2 separate regions of the Sus scrofa genome follow, and region 1 is linked to region 2. The links are chromatin contacts, called in public Hi-C maps. All regions are on one chromosome and are shown on one strand. Each heading gives the region's core, a stretch centred on a gene start, on an enhancer-like site or on the middle of the called end of the contact. The rest is flanking DNA. Distances are from core to core; before and after follow the strand shown. Region 1 overlaps NCS1 (neuronal calcium sensor 1). Region 2 overlaps FNBP1 (formin-binding protein 1).

What was found. A called contact is a pair of places that touch in the nucleus more often than the background predicts.
Region 1: a Hi-C map of retroperitoneal adipose tissue shows a contact between it and region 2, with 1.9 times the contacts expected there. The contact joins two enhancer-like sites. A contact is called at or near these places in 7 of 47 Hi-C or Micro-C datasets (embryonic fibroblasts, mesenteric adipose tissue, omental adipose tissue and 2 more) and 1 of 2 datasets of contacts at active chromatin or transcription factors (skeletal muscle).

Annotation. Positions count from the first base shown.
Region 1 is chr1:270,327,765-270,334,636 of Sscrofa11.1, reverse strand. NCS1 (neuronal calcium sensor 1) reads right to left here. Exons shown (of 8, transcript XM_003122241.5): 8 at 138-3,800. Among named protein-coding and RNA genes, the nearest start is that of HMCN2, 33 kb to the left of the region's middle. Within about 2 kb of position 2,261, at least 4 of the 83 cell types and tissues checked have an H3K27ac peak or open chromatin away from gene starts, as enhancers often do. A contact at or near this core is called in retroperitoneal adipose tissue, where this site is marked.
Region 2 is chr1:270,049,732-270,056,711 of Sscrofa11.1, reverse strand. FNBP1 (formin-binding protein 1) reads left to right here. Exons shown (of 18, transcript XM_021070148.1): 14 at 2,002-2,134; 15 at 4,134-4,255; 16 at 4,543-4,679; 17 at 6,501-6,659. Among named protein-coding and RNA genes, the nearest start is that of USP20, 58 kb to the right of the region's middle. Within about 2 kb of position 2,956, at least 5 of the 83 cell types and tissues checked have an H3K27ac peak or open chromatin away from gene starts, as enhancers often do. A contact at or near this core is called in retroperitoneal adipose tissue, where this site is marked.

The DNA of each region.
Region 1 (6,872 bases), core at 1,012-3,511, 280 kb before region 2:
CTGAGTCAGACTGGGAGCCCGTGACAAGGACGCACGAAAACAGAAATGTACCACCTACTGGGGATTCTGCGTTTGTCCCGATCTGGGGGAGACAAAGCCTGCAATGCCTAGATGCCAAGACAGAAGATGGGACGAGCTGTTTATTCAACAAAAGCCTTTTATTCGTTCAAAAATCAACCATTGCGTTTATTCCGCAGATATTAAAAAAGGGTGGGGCGAGGCTTCTCATCACAGCGCCTTTGATGCTAATTCACTTGCCATCCCCCGGGGTTGATCAGGAAGAGAGGCGTCTGGGAGACATGCTGCCAAAAGGTGGGGCAGGAAGCCCAGGGTCTGGGTGAGATCACAGCCCCCTCTTCACCTCCCCATCCGCAGCCTCCCCTCTCAAATCACCTATGCGGCAGGTCAGGGCCCCCACATGCCGTCACGGCTCATCGCCACCAGGGGGCGTGCCCGCCTTCCCTTCCATCCCTTAGACACTGAAACCGCTGGGAATCAGGTGGCTTTCCTCTAGGTGAGCAGTGGGGCTTTTTCTGCCTCTTCCCATCCCCCAACCCCCTAGAGAAGACACAATGTCCCCGAAAGCCCAGGTGCATCTGTCATCTAGGCAGTTGGCTGTCAAAATGAAAAGCGTTTCAGGGAAAGAGGACACACAGGTTTGCCTTTCGACACGACTCTAAACATTGCCTGGTGAAATACTACAAACTCGCGGCGTTCTCTAAGTACCATCAACACGGAGTGAGCAGCGGACACGGTGAGAAAGAGACCAGGGCCACTGCAGATGGGCTGCCCAAGGCTGGTCCCTGCTCCTGGGCTGGAGAGCAAGGGTCAGCAGAGGGACAGAGAGCCTGGCTCCCGGCTGATCAGGCAGCCCCAGAGAGCAGCAGCTGATGGGGGTGGGCCTCAGGTGCAACATGGGGCTGAGGAGCGAGGCCCACAGGCTGCTCAGGGCTCCCAGGGTGCTGCAGCTAGAGATCCGGTCAGAGGAGGGGACAGAACTGCCCCCTGCCAGCAACCTTGGGCAAAAATGGCCAGTGTCCAGCACCCTGCCAGGAAGAAGAGCGGCCTCCGACTGGCAGCTCTGGACCGTCTCCGGGGGTGGACTCGGTGTGCCTGGGGCGTGCATCCATGGTACTGCCAGCTAAGGCCAAAAGCCACACCCATGGCTCCAAAACAAAAGGCCAAAAGGCGAGGAGGTGGGAGGGAAGCCTTGCACGCAGATCTCCCTGGATGCCTGGGGACGGACGCCTCAGCTGGCGGGCCCCGCATGCTTAACCCTGGCTCATTCTCGGCCGCAAGCCCTTTACCGCGATGCCTCCAGGGCAGGCTGCACGACAGCCCCTGCCCACTGGGCCGGAGAGGCAAATCGAGGCTCAGGCGGAGGCCAGAGAAGTCAGCTGACCTGGAGGAAGGCCCCGCTCCCCTCTCCCCGCCGGCCCCAAGCCACCAAGCTCACCTCCTGCCCTAGGGCCCCAGGTCAGAGCCAGGCTGAGGAACTGCGGGATTTGGTGGTGAGTCCTGGGCCTCCTGGGCCAGCGGCCGGAGCAGGTCGGTGACTGCAGGGGCCTCAAAGAACCCAGGCTTCAAAGTCGCCTGTGAAAATGGAACTACTGCACCTGTCTCTGCAGGATTAGGGGTAGGGGGCGGGGGGGGGGCTTCCATTGGAGGCAGAGGGCAGCCAGAGGGCCCGCGAAGGAACGCAAGAAGGAAGAGGTAAGGGCTGGCCTCGCAGTCCAGCCTACAGGAGCGGACACACGAGCCCCCCACTGGCAGAGCTGCTCTCAGGCAGAGGGTCTGCTGGCTGAGGACTCACGAGCTAGAGAAGCTCTGGCCTCCTGGGGAAGAGCAAAATGGACGCCAAAGAAAATTCCAAGTTGGGGCGAGGGCCAGCTTCTCCTCTCCTGGGGCCGCGATGAGCAGAAAAAGATGGATGCTGACTTTGCAAAGGAGAAGCAGGGATTCTAGACTCCGGCCCGGCCCTGCACATTCTGGGAGACTGCTTCTCCCGCTGGAAGCCTTCCCTGGGTGAGGTCGAGCTTGGGGCTGCAAAATAGCTCCCGAGGGCAGGAGGAACCAGGAAGCACCGCGGGGAGGGACCAGATGTGTCATCTGAACCCACACACCGCGACCAGCGGCTGCCATGTCCCTGGAGATTCATGCCAAGGGACAAAACAGCAACCCAGACAGTGCCCACATCTGCTGGGCTCAGGAAACTCAGCCACAGACCGCAGAATCACCAACTGCAGGAAACCCAAGCTTAGAATTAGCATCAACCAGAGGAGAGCCTTCAGATCCGCCAGTCCAGGCTTCTTGGCTCTGCGGCTGGGGCAGCTGGGGCCCAGAGAGGGCAGGGGCGTGCCCCCAGGCACAGAGCAAAGGGCCAGCCTTGGGCACCTAGTTCCTGGTCCAAAGTCATCTGGCTTTCCTGCCGACAGTTCTGAGGCTGCCCTGTCTCAGCGGCAGGCAGGGCTAGAAGCTTCCTGTGAACACACATGGGCCACGGCCCGAGAAGCTACGTGAACAGGATTCTCCAAGTCCCTTCTCTCCCTGCTCCTTCCCAGCTTTTGAGCTAAAAGAAGGAAGGGCAGAGGGATACTGTCCACACTGGATGAGGGAGCAGGAAGGCGGGAGCCCCTATTCTCAAAAGCCGCCAAGGACGGAGAGGCAGCCTTTACACCTGTCACCCCCTCTTCCCTCGCTCCTTAGGTACCCAGGCCCCTGTCCTGGCTCCCAGGCTCAGCACAAGCCCCGCCATCCCCCACGTCACCGCCAACACCAAAGCGAGAGCCGAGAAACTGAGAGATGGTCCCTGTTGGACCCAGAGGACAACACGGGACAGAGAGATGTGGGAACTGGGGGCAGAGAAAGAGTTCTAAAGAGGAGACATTCGGGCTGGGGGAACAGTGCATTAGCCATTTCAGAAGCCCACCTTGCCCCTCTCCAAACATGAAGCACAGTATCTCAAAAGAAGAAAACAAAAAGGTTTTTGGCTTCTTGGCCGCTGCCAGCCACCATCCTCCCAAGCACGTGTAAACGGTGGGCTCCGCATCCCCGGAGCGCTGGACACACGAGGCAGCAGCAACAGTTAACAACCAATAAATAAAAGAGATCAATTAGATAGGTATATATATATAAAAAAAAAAACCCTCACTTTTCCCACAAATAGCACAATACTGTTATCACAAAAAATCAGCATCATCGTAATTCATCATCCTAGCCACACAGGTGGTTTGGCTGCTCGAGGATGAGACGACAAACCCCGTTCGGCAGGCAGGCGCCCCCCGCCCCGCGCCACAGCCCCGAGGGACCGTGGCCGAGGCCATGACCGCAGTGGGTTCTCCGGCTGCAAAGGTCGAGGCGGGAGGCAGAGTTCTCCCCGAGGCCTTCTCCCCATCTGTCAGTCTGAATCTTCTAGGACAGAAGGTAGTTTGTTTGTTTGTTTGTTTTTCCTTTTTCAATTGTCTATTTGAAATTAGAAAAAAAAAAAGCACACACGCAGGAGAGCAGGAGGGACCGAGAGGCTGCCTGCGAAGCAGCCGAGTCCTTGGTTTTGCAGAGGGCTGGAAGCCTTTTCCCATCCGTGGTGGTGTTTTCTGGACAAGCAAAGGATGTTGGCAATTGGAGCCGGTGGCTTCAGGCGGCGGGTGTGTGCGGGGCAGGGCAGAGGAGAGCCGGGCCTCGCCGTCCCGGGGCAGCCCGGCCGGGTGTGGATGCGGAGAAAGGCGGGATGGGCACGGGAGGGTGGCGTCGGGGCGGAGGCGGCCTCATGGCACGGGAGGAGGCGAGTGGTTCCCAGGCATCTGGAAAACACAAGCAGGCGGAGCGGGTTGGGAGCTGGCGGCCAGGGACACAGAGTCAGCGGGAGTCAATGAGGCGACAGGGTGGCATTCCACGTCAAAAGTCCTAAAACTGCTCACACCTTCCGATCCACACATGGGGTGCTTCATATTTATCCCCAAGAAATAAAGCAGAAGCTCCCACTACGGTGCAACAGGATCAGAGGTATCTTGGGAGCACTGGGACGCAGGTTCAAACCCTGGCCCAGCACAGTGGGTTAAGGGTCCTGTGTTGCTGCAGCTGTGGTTTCGGTCGAAACTGCGGCTCGGATCTGATCCCAGGCCCGGGAGCTCCATACTGCCACGGGGCAGCCAAAAATGAGATAAAAGAAAGAAGGGGAGTTCCCGTCGTGGCTCAGAGGTTAACGAATCTGACTAGGAACCATGAGGTTGCAGGTTCGATCCCTGGCCCCGCTCAGTGGGTTAAGCATCTGGCGTTGCTGTGAGCTATGGTGTAGGTTGCAGACGTGTCTTGGATCCCACGTTGCTGTGGCTCTGGTGTTGGCCGGTGGCTACAGCTCCGATTCGACCCCTAGCCTGGGAACCTCCACATGCCGTGGGAGCGGCCCAAGAAATGGCAAAAAGACAAAAAAAAAAAAAAAAAAAAAAAAAAAAAAAGAAGGAAAGAAGGAAGGAGAGAAGGAAATAGCAAAATTAAAAGAGAGGGCGCACGCTCAGGGTCCCCTGTCAGGGGATGGATAAGTACAGATAGAGCCGCAGGATAGAACAGTTTGCACCTGTTAAGAACAAGGTGTGCCCTGGCCAGTAGGCACATGGAAAGATGCTCAGCAGAATTAGTCATCAGGGAAGTTTGGGGTGAGTGGATGCAAACTATTACATTTAGAATGGATAAGCAATGAGGGCCTGCTGTAGAGCACAGGGAACTATATCCAATCACTTGTGATAGAACATGATGGAAGATAATATAAGAACAAGAATGTATATATACGGATGACTGGGTCACTTGGCTGTACAGCAGAAATTGACAGAACATTGTAAATCAACTATACTTTACAAAAAATTTTTAAAGACTTCCCGTTGTGGCTCAGTGGTAACAAATCTGCCTAGTATCCATCAGGGCTCGGGTTCGATCCCTGACCTCGCTCAGTGGGTTAAACATCCAGCATTGCCGTGAGCTGTGGTGTAGGTCGCAGACTCGGCTCGGATCCCGCGTTGCTGTGGCTGTGCTGAGCTCCAATTCGACCCCTAGCCTGGGAACCTCCATATGCTGCAGGTGCAGCCCTAAAAAGCGGAAGAAAAGTAAGTTAAAAAAAAAAAAAAGAATTAGTCATCAGGGAAATGCAAATCAGAACCACAATGAGGAGCTCCCTGGTGGCTCAGCAGGTTAAGGATCTGGTATTGTTACTGCAATGCCCTGGGTCACTGCTCTGGCACAGGTTTGATCCCTGGTCCTGGAACTTCTGCATACAGAAGATGTGGCCAAGAAAAAAACAAACACAAAAAACCACAATGAGACACCACTTCACACCCAATAAATAAACATGAAAATAACAAATGTTGGTGAGAGTGTGGAGATGTTGGAATCCTTGACCAATTTCTAGTAGGAATGTAAAATGATGCAGCTCCTGTGGAAAAGTTTGGCAGTTCCTCAAAAAAATTAAATACAGTTACTATATGACCCAGCAATTTCACTGCTAGGTATGTGCCCTAAAAAGTTGAAAATAGGTCCTCAAATCCATGTACGCCGATGTACAAAGCAATATTACTCACAACTGCCAAAAAGTGTAAACAACTCAGAGGTCCTTCCATGGATGACTGGATAAGCAAAATGGGATCTATCCATACAATGGAATACTACTCAGCCACGAAAAGGAATGGAGTACTGACACATGCCACAACAAGGATGAAACCTGACACATGAGGCTAAGTGAAAGAAGCCAGACACAAAAGGTCACATACTATATAATTCCATTTGTATGAAACTTCCAGAATAGAGGCAGGAAGCAAATTATAGTTGCCAGAAGCTTGTTATGGGGGCAGGGGTCAGGGAAAGGAATGCTTAACCGATACGGAGTTTTACCTTGGAGTGAGGCAAATGTTCTAGACCTGGATAGAGATAGTGGTTGTACAATATTGTGAATGGACTAAATGCCACTGATGGTTTGGTTTGGCTTGGTTTGTTTTTTTTTTCTTTTTAGGGCAGTACCCATGGCGCATGGAAGCTCCAGGGCTAAGGGTCAACTCAAAGCCACATCTGCAACCTATGCTGTAGCTCGTGGCAATGCCAGATGCTTAACCCACTAAGTGAGGCCAGGGATCGAACCTGCATCCTCACAGACATTCTGTCGGGATCTTAACCTGCCAAGAGGACCTCTGAAATGCCACTGAATTGTTCACTTTAAAACAATTAACTTTTGGGGGCGGCAGGGACACCCGTGGCATGCAGAAGTTCCTGGACCAGGAATCGAACCGCATCACAGCAATGACGAACAGTTAACCCACTGTGCCACCAGGGAACATCTAAAATGGTTAGTTTTAGGGAGAGTTCCCATTGTGGCGCAGAGGAAATAAATCTGACTAGTATCCATGAGGTTTCGGGTTCAATCCCTGACCTTGCTCAGTGGGTTAAAGATCCCGTGTTGCTGTGGCTGGCGTAGGCCAACAGCTGCAGCTCTGATTCGACCCCTAGCCTGGGAACTTCCATACGCCACAGGCGTGGTCCTAAAAAATAAAATAAAAGGTTAATTTTATGTTATGTGAATTTCACTTGAATACATTTTTTTTTAAGCAGCAGTACGGGGGACAGTCATGTTTGTTACTGTCTGTACCATCCGCAGTCCTTCCCATAAACTGCTCCGCCCCTCTGTTTAAACTGAATGTCCCTGCTCCCCACTGCACACGTGCAGGTATCTGATCCAAAGGGGCCACTTTCGGAGTTCCCGTCCTGGCTCAGTGGTTAACGAATCCGACTAGGAACCATGAGGTTGTGTTCGATCCCTGGCCTCACTCCGTGGGTTAAGGATCCGGCGGTGCCGAGACTGTGGTGTAGGTCGCAGACGCGGCTCGGATCCCACG
Region 2 (6,980 bases), core at 1,707-4,206:
TGAGGCTTAAGTTTGTCAGGATACATACAGTGCTGAGGACAATACCTGGCCTGTTGCATTTGTAAAATAAAATATTCAGCCAAGGAGTTCCCATTGTCCGACCAGGAACCATGAGGTTCGATCCCTGGCCTTGCTCAGTGGGTTAAAGATCTGGTGTTGCCCTGAGCTGTGGTGTAGGTCGCAGAGGCTGCTTGGATCTGGCGTTGCTGTGACGGTGGTGTAGGCCGGCAGCGACATTTCTGACTGGACCCCTAGCCTGGGAACCTCCATATGCCATAGGTACAGGCCTAAAAGAAAAAAGACCAAAAAAAAAAAAAAAAAAAAATCAGCCAAGAAGATCAACTTCATAAAATAAATGATTCATATAACACATGGCTCAATTTGCCAAGAAGATATAAAATTTTAAATCTGCGTGACCATAATAGTATCAGCTCCAAATACAGAAAAGATTATGCTATTAACCTTTTGATGTAAGTACAAGAGATACAAATACATTTTAAGATTTTTAAAGCTCTCTTCTCGGTAATTGACAGAATAGATTCACCGAGAGTCAGGACAGAGGACTTGACTGACATAACTAACAAAAGTGACCTAGTGTGCAGACGTCCAGTAACTGCAGATACACATTCTTTTCAAGTACACCTAGAACATTTCCAAAAGCTGGGCAACTTCCGACTTCATAAAATGAATCTCCCCAAACATCAAAGGATAGAGGCCATTCATTCAAAGTCTGTTCTCTGAAGGCTGCAATTAAATTGAATATCATAACAAAAATTTAGAAATTAGGAGATGTGGCTCAAGGAGGTTCCTAGTAGCCTGGCAGTTAAGGATTCCGCATTGTCACTGCTGTGGCTTAGGTTCAATCCCCGACCTGGGAACTTCCACATGCTGCAGGCAGGGCCAGAAAAAGAAAAAGAAAAAAAAATGTTTGGCGTTCCCATTGTGGTGCAGTGGGTTAAGGATCTGGCTCGTCTCTGTGGAGGCGCTGGTTCAATCCCCAGCCTGGCACAGTGGGTTAAGGATCCAGCAGCGGCACAGGTGGGCAGCCTTCCAAACAGGATTTTGGGAGGGGTGTGATGGGGTCTTGCCGTGTGTAGCCTTAAGGCTGTGTTGCCCACCTATCATGGATCCCAACAGTGGGTTCAATTTCTTTTCTTTTTAAAATTATTATTACTATTATTATTTTGGCCACACCCTTGGCATATGGAAGTTCCCAGGCCAGGGACTGAGCCTGTACCATAACAGTGATCTGAGGCAGAGCAGTGACAACGCCTGACCCTTAACCTGCAGAACCAACAGGGAACTCCAGGTATGTTTTTTTTTTTCTTTTTAGGGCTGTTCCCTCGACATATGGAAGTTCCCAGGCGAGGGGTCCAATCGGAGCTACAGCTGCCGGCCTACGCCACAGCCACTCGGGATCCGAGCTGCGTCTGCGACCTACACCACAGCTCACGGCAACAGCAGATCAGTAACCCACTGAGCGAGGCCAGGGATCAAACCTGCAACCTCCTGGTTCCTAGTCGGCTTCACTTCCGCTGCGCCACAAGGGGAGCTCCCAGGTTCGGTTTCTTAATCGTTGAAGTCATGTGTAATGAAAGCCAAAGCCATGAACTGTGCTTCTTCATGAGGTCAACACACTGCAGCCCTGGAGACCCACGGTTTGCACACGGAACACGTGCCTGGCAGTACTGGGCATTCGTCTCTCGCGTGGGGCAAGGGGAGGGCAGGGTTACTTTACGTTTCCCACGCGTCGAAGACTCGGGGACATTGCATTCCGAAAAGGCACCTGGAGTTGAAGTTAGGTCTGTGCGTCGTGCAGACCTTGGTGGCAGAGGTGGCGCAGAGAAGTTTAAGAATGGAAGCTGGCCCAGGATTCCCTTCCGGTCCACACTGCCGTGATCTCCTCCCGCCCGCCCCGGTTCACGAGATTTCCCGGCGGTGGGAGAGGGAACGGGCCGAGGGCATTGACCTTCGCCACGTTGTCCCCCTTGTCTTTTCCAGAGATGCCATCACAAAAATGAAGGACGTCTACCTAAAGAATCCACAGATGGGAGACCCCGCCAGTCTGGATCACAAATTAGCAGAAGTCGGCCAAAACATAGAAAAACTGAGACTAGAGGCCCAGAAATTTGAGGTACGAGAAAGCCGTCGTGGAAAAGCTTGGTTGGGAAAAAAGACGCAGGAGTCGGGGGAGGGTCACGAGGCGTAGACACAGGGAGAGGCTGGCGTTCCGCTCCCCGCGAGAGATGCAGCTGGAGTCGGGTTTCCCTGAAAAAAGGAGGAAGACACGGTCAGCCACCTGCCGTTCTGCTTGTCAGTACCTCCCGTTTTAATCATTTCCCTTAAAACAGACACTGTTTAAGGTTATATTGGGATACAGTTTTTTTGTGTGTTTTTTTTTTTTTAAGTTTGTTCTGCTTTATCTCATGTTGACAGTGAAAAAGACACCATGTAAGGAGTTCCCATTGCAGCTCAGTGGTAACAAACCCGATTTGTATTTGTGAGGATGCAGGTTCGATCCCTGGCCTCACTGAATGGGTGGAGGATCCAGTGCTGCTGTGAGCTGCGGTGTAGGTCGAAGACGCGGCTCAGGTCCAGCGTGGCTGTGGCGGTGGCTGTGGTGTAGGCTGGCAGCTGCAGCTCTAATTTGACACCTAGTCTGGAAACGTCCATATGCCTTGGGTGTGGCCCTAAAAAGACCAAAAAAAAAAAAAAAAAAAAAAAAAAATCCATTGAGCAGTTCCCATCGTGGGGCATCTGGTTAAAGATCTGGTGTTGCCACAGCTGTGACCTGTGACACAGCTTTGGCTCAGATTCGATCCCTGGCCCAGGAACTTCCATATGCTGAAAAAAAGAGAAAAAAAAAAATCCATTGAAATACATTGCGTTCTTTCAGAGGACTTACTCTCAGAAAGTGATAAATGTGGGAGTTCCCGTTGTGACGCAATGGCTTCCCTCAGTGGGTTCAGGATCTGGCATTGCTGTGAGCTGTGGTGTAGGTTACAGACGCGGCTCCGATCCCACATTGCCATGGCTGTGGTGTAGGCTGGCAGCTGTAGCTCCGATTTGACCTCTAGGCTGGGAACCGCCATATGCTGCAGGTGCAGCCCTAAAAAGCAAAGTAAATAAATAAGAATAAATGTTTTTTGGGGGGCACTAAAGAGTTATAGACAAAAGACTTCTCTCCATCCCCCACTCCCCTCACTCCTGCCAAATATAAGGACCACAGAGCCTGGAAAAATAAACGAATTACTGATCATTCCAATCAGAATAGATTAGGTTTCTAGCAATGAAAGCTCAGATATGGTTGTTGTCATTATTTCTGGAATCTGTCAACAAGTTATTAGAGTTTGAGATTTTAGAACCTAGAAATGACCTTTTCTGATCATTTTTACTCTTTCACCTTTTTGACACCATTTCAAATGTTGCTGAAGATATTTTGACCTAGTTTGATTTCCTAGGTATGAGTTTTGTTCACTGTTTCTTTTTTTTTTTTTTTTTAAGTGACACTCCTAGAAAAATGGGAAGTGTGGTTTTCAAACTGAGTCATTGCTTAAGTGTGTGGTAGGAGCGTCATGTTTCCCAGTGTGACCTCATTCAGGGTCGCAGAATTTTTGGGAACCAGAAGGAATGAGAAGTGACTTATCAGAAATCACAGCTGCTTAAAAAGCCCAGGAATATAACAATAGGCTGGTGTCTTCCTACCGCTTCAGGAGCAATGGCTACATGGAAGTTTGTTTGCACTTCACCTTCGGGTGAAACGGAGGCAGTTGCCTCGGGTACCTTTATACAGTCAAGGCCAACAGACGGGAGGCTCCACCCCCGGTGGTCCTTCTTGTACCTGCATCAGTGCCCAATGAGCAGCCCAAACTTGGGGCCTTAATAGTCCGTGATCAGCCGTAGGGCCCAAGGAACAATGTCCAGTCACTCGTGGTGGAATATGATGAAAGAGACTATGAGAAAAAGCATGTGTTTAGATGTGTGACTGGGTCACTTTGCTGTACAGCAGAAACTGACAGGACAATGGAAGTCGACTGTAATTAAAAAATGAAAAAAAAAAAGAGAGAGAGAAAGTCCATGATCCGGCCTTGTGCTGAGCTCAGGCCGGAGACTCTCATGGCTCTCGTTTGCAGGCCTGGCTGGCCGAGGTGGAGGGCCGGCTCCCGGCACGCAGCGATCAGGCCCGCCGGCAGAGTGGGATGTACGACCTGCAGAACCCACCTGCGGTCAACAACTGCGCGCAAGACCGGGAGAGGTACAGTATCTGTACGGCGCCTGCTTTTCTGCTCTGCAGTCATGTCTCTGGCATCACGGGGGAGCACAGGTCCCGGGGAGAGACCGAGCATCTGTGATGCTCGGCCTGTGATTTTTCCCAAGGCGGTGGCGGGTCCGGAGCCTGCGGGGACCTGGTCCTGGTTAGGACGCTCGGGATGGGGGGTCGCCAGCACTTTGCTGCGGGCGGGGGGGGGGGGGGGGGGGGCGAATGGCGTCCTCGCTGGGGGCCGTCGCTATAGTTGCTGTGTGTTTTCCTTTCTTGAGCAGCCCGGATGGCAGTTACACGGAGGAGCAGAGCCAGGAGGGTGAGGTGAAGGTGCTGACCACGGATTTCGATGACGAGTTTGACGACGAGGAGCCCCTTCCTGCCATAGGGACCTGTAAAGCCCTCTACACGTTCGAAGGTAGCCCTGCCCCCCCCCCCCCCCGTCCCCCACTTTTCAGAAACTGTCACTCTTCTCTTCCTGGGATCAGACGTCTTTTGCCGTCTTCCAGAACTTTCTCTCCTTGCTTTTTTGTTCTGCCCATAATATTTATGACAACGATCTGGTTGACATCTGTACATTTTGCCTTTGGGTCTGTACTGTTGCACAGGTTCAGTGAGCTTCGTTGCAGCAGAGAGAATGGAATCATGATTTTTGATATTTCATCCACTCACTCAGTACTCACAGGGCGCCCGTCTTGTAAAGACCCCTGAAGGGGTGGGATGCAGGTGGTAGGGTCTATACCCGCCTTTGGAGGAAATAAAGCGGACACACTTAGAGGGGAGGGTTGCTTGCAGTCTTCACCAGAGGAGGGGTGCAGAGCGATGGGGGTCTCAGGTCAGGATGAGCTCACTTCCTTAAGGGCGTCTAGAGACTCTCCGTACTGTAGGGTACCAGAGGCCCGGGCATGAGGAGGGCTGGAACTTCAGGTATCTTAGGTGGTAACAGTGGACACTTAAGAAGGGAAGGTCGGGGTTCCCGCTGTGGTTCAGCAGGTTAAGAATCTAACTAGTAAGGATGCGGCTTTGATCCCTGGCCTCAATCAGTGGTTTAAGGATCTGGCGTGGTTGCAAGCTGCAGCACAGATCGAAGATGCGGCTCAGATCTGGCGTGGCTGTGGCTGTGGCTGTGGCATAGGGCAGCAGCTGCAGCTCCGATTCAGTCCCCAGCCTGGGAAGTTCCGTATGCTGGAGGTGCAGGCCTGGCGGGGGGGAGGGAAAGGAAGGGAGTTTGGGGTTAATAGATACGAACTATTACATTTAGAATGGATAGACAAGGCCCTACTGTACAGCACAGGGAACTATACCCCATCTCCTGGCGTAGACTGTGATGGAATTTTTTTTTTTTTTTTTTGTCTTTTTGCCATTTCTTGAGCCACTCCCGCGGTATATGGAGGTTCCCAGGCTAGGGGTCGAATCGGAGCTGTAGCTGCCAGCCTACATCACAGCCACAGCAACTCAGGATCCAAGCCGAGTCTGTGACCTACACCACAGCTCACGGCAACGCTGGATCCTTAACCCACTGAGAGAGGCCAGGGATCGAACCGGCAACCTCATGGTTCCTAGTGGGATTCGTTAACCACTGCGCCACGACGGGAACTCCGGAAGACAATATTTAAAAAAAGAATGTATGCATATGTGTGACTGAGTCACTTTGCTCTGCAGCAGAAATTGGCACAGCTTGTGGATCACCTCTCTTTCAATAAAAAGGAAAACAAGGAAGACGGTAGGCCTGTCAGTGGGGGCGGGGATGTTAAGAGAAACAGTTGGGTTTTATTCGGCAAACATCGAGGAGCCGCTGAAAGTACTGGCGCAGTTGTTGACTCGACCAGAGCTGCACCTTAGGACCTGTACTGTCATAGGTGTAAGGTCAGTTAGAAGACAGGGCAAGTGATTCGAAAGATTTGCCTGGTGTTTCTCACACTGATGAGCCTTGAAATGGTTTCCTGCACGTTGCTGATAAAGATACTGCGAAAGAAGCAATCCGGGCTCAGGTCATCTTCAGAAGCCCTGGGATAAGTGAATGTTAGGGGGGTCTTTCCTGTAGGATCCCCCCAGCCCTGCCCCAGCATGTGGAAGTTCCCCCAGCCAGGGATCAAACCGGTGCCACCGCAGTGATCCTTAACCCCCTAGGCCGCTGGGGAACTCCTATCCATCCTCTCTATACCGGTTTGGCTCTGTTAACCCCATCGACCTGGACTGAACAGGAAACGTAAAATACGCTGCTCTTTTGCCTTTTCAGGTCAGAACGAAGGAACCATCTCGGTGGTGGAGGGGGAAACACTGTACGTGATCGAGGAGGACAAAGGCGACGGGTGGACCCGCATCCGCAGAAACGAGGATGAAGAGGGCTACGTCCCCACGTCATACGTCGAAGTCTATTTGGACAAAAATGCCAAAGGTGCTAAGACTTATATTTAATACAACTTAAAAAAAACTTTTTGTAAAAAAAAAAAATTGGAGTTGTTTCTCCCCCACAACTCTGACGGTTCCAGGCAGTTCTTCAAAAGCCCGGACGGGGAGCCTCGAAGCCCATGTTTCCTGTAGCCTCCCTCGCCTGAGTTTCCTGGGCTAGTTTTGACTCTAATCAAAGTTTCGCTTGCTGATGATCTTTTACGCGGAACGCTGCCAACTGCCAGTTCACAGCTGTGTCCTTTGAAACCTGATAAACATTTCTCCTTTGGGCAGCCTCTGTCGATGACAGAAAAGTTGCCCTTAGCTT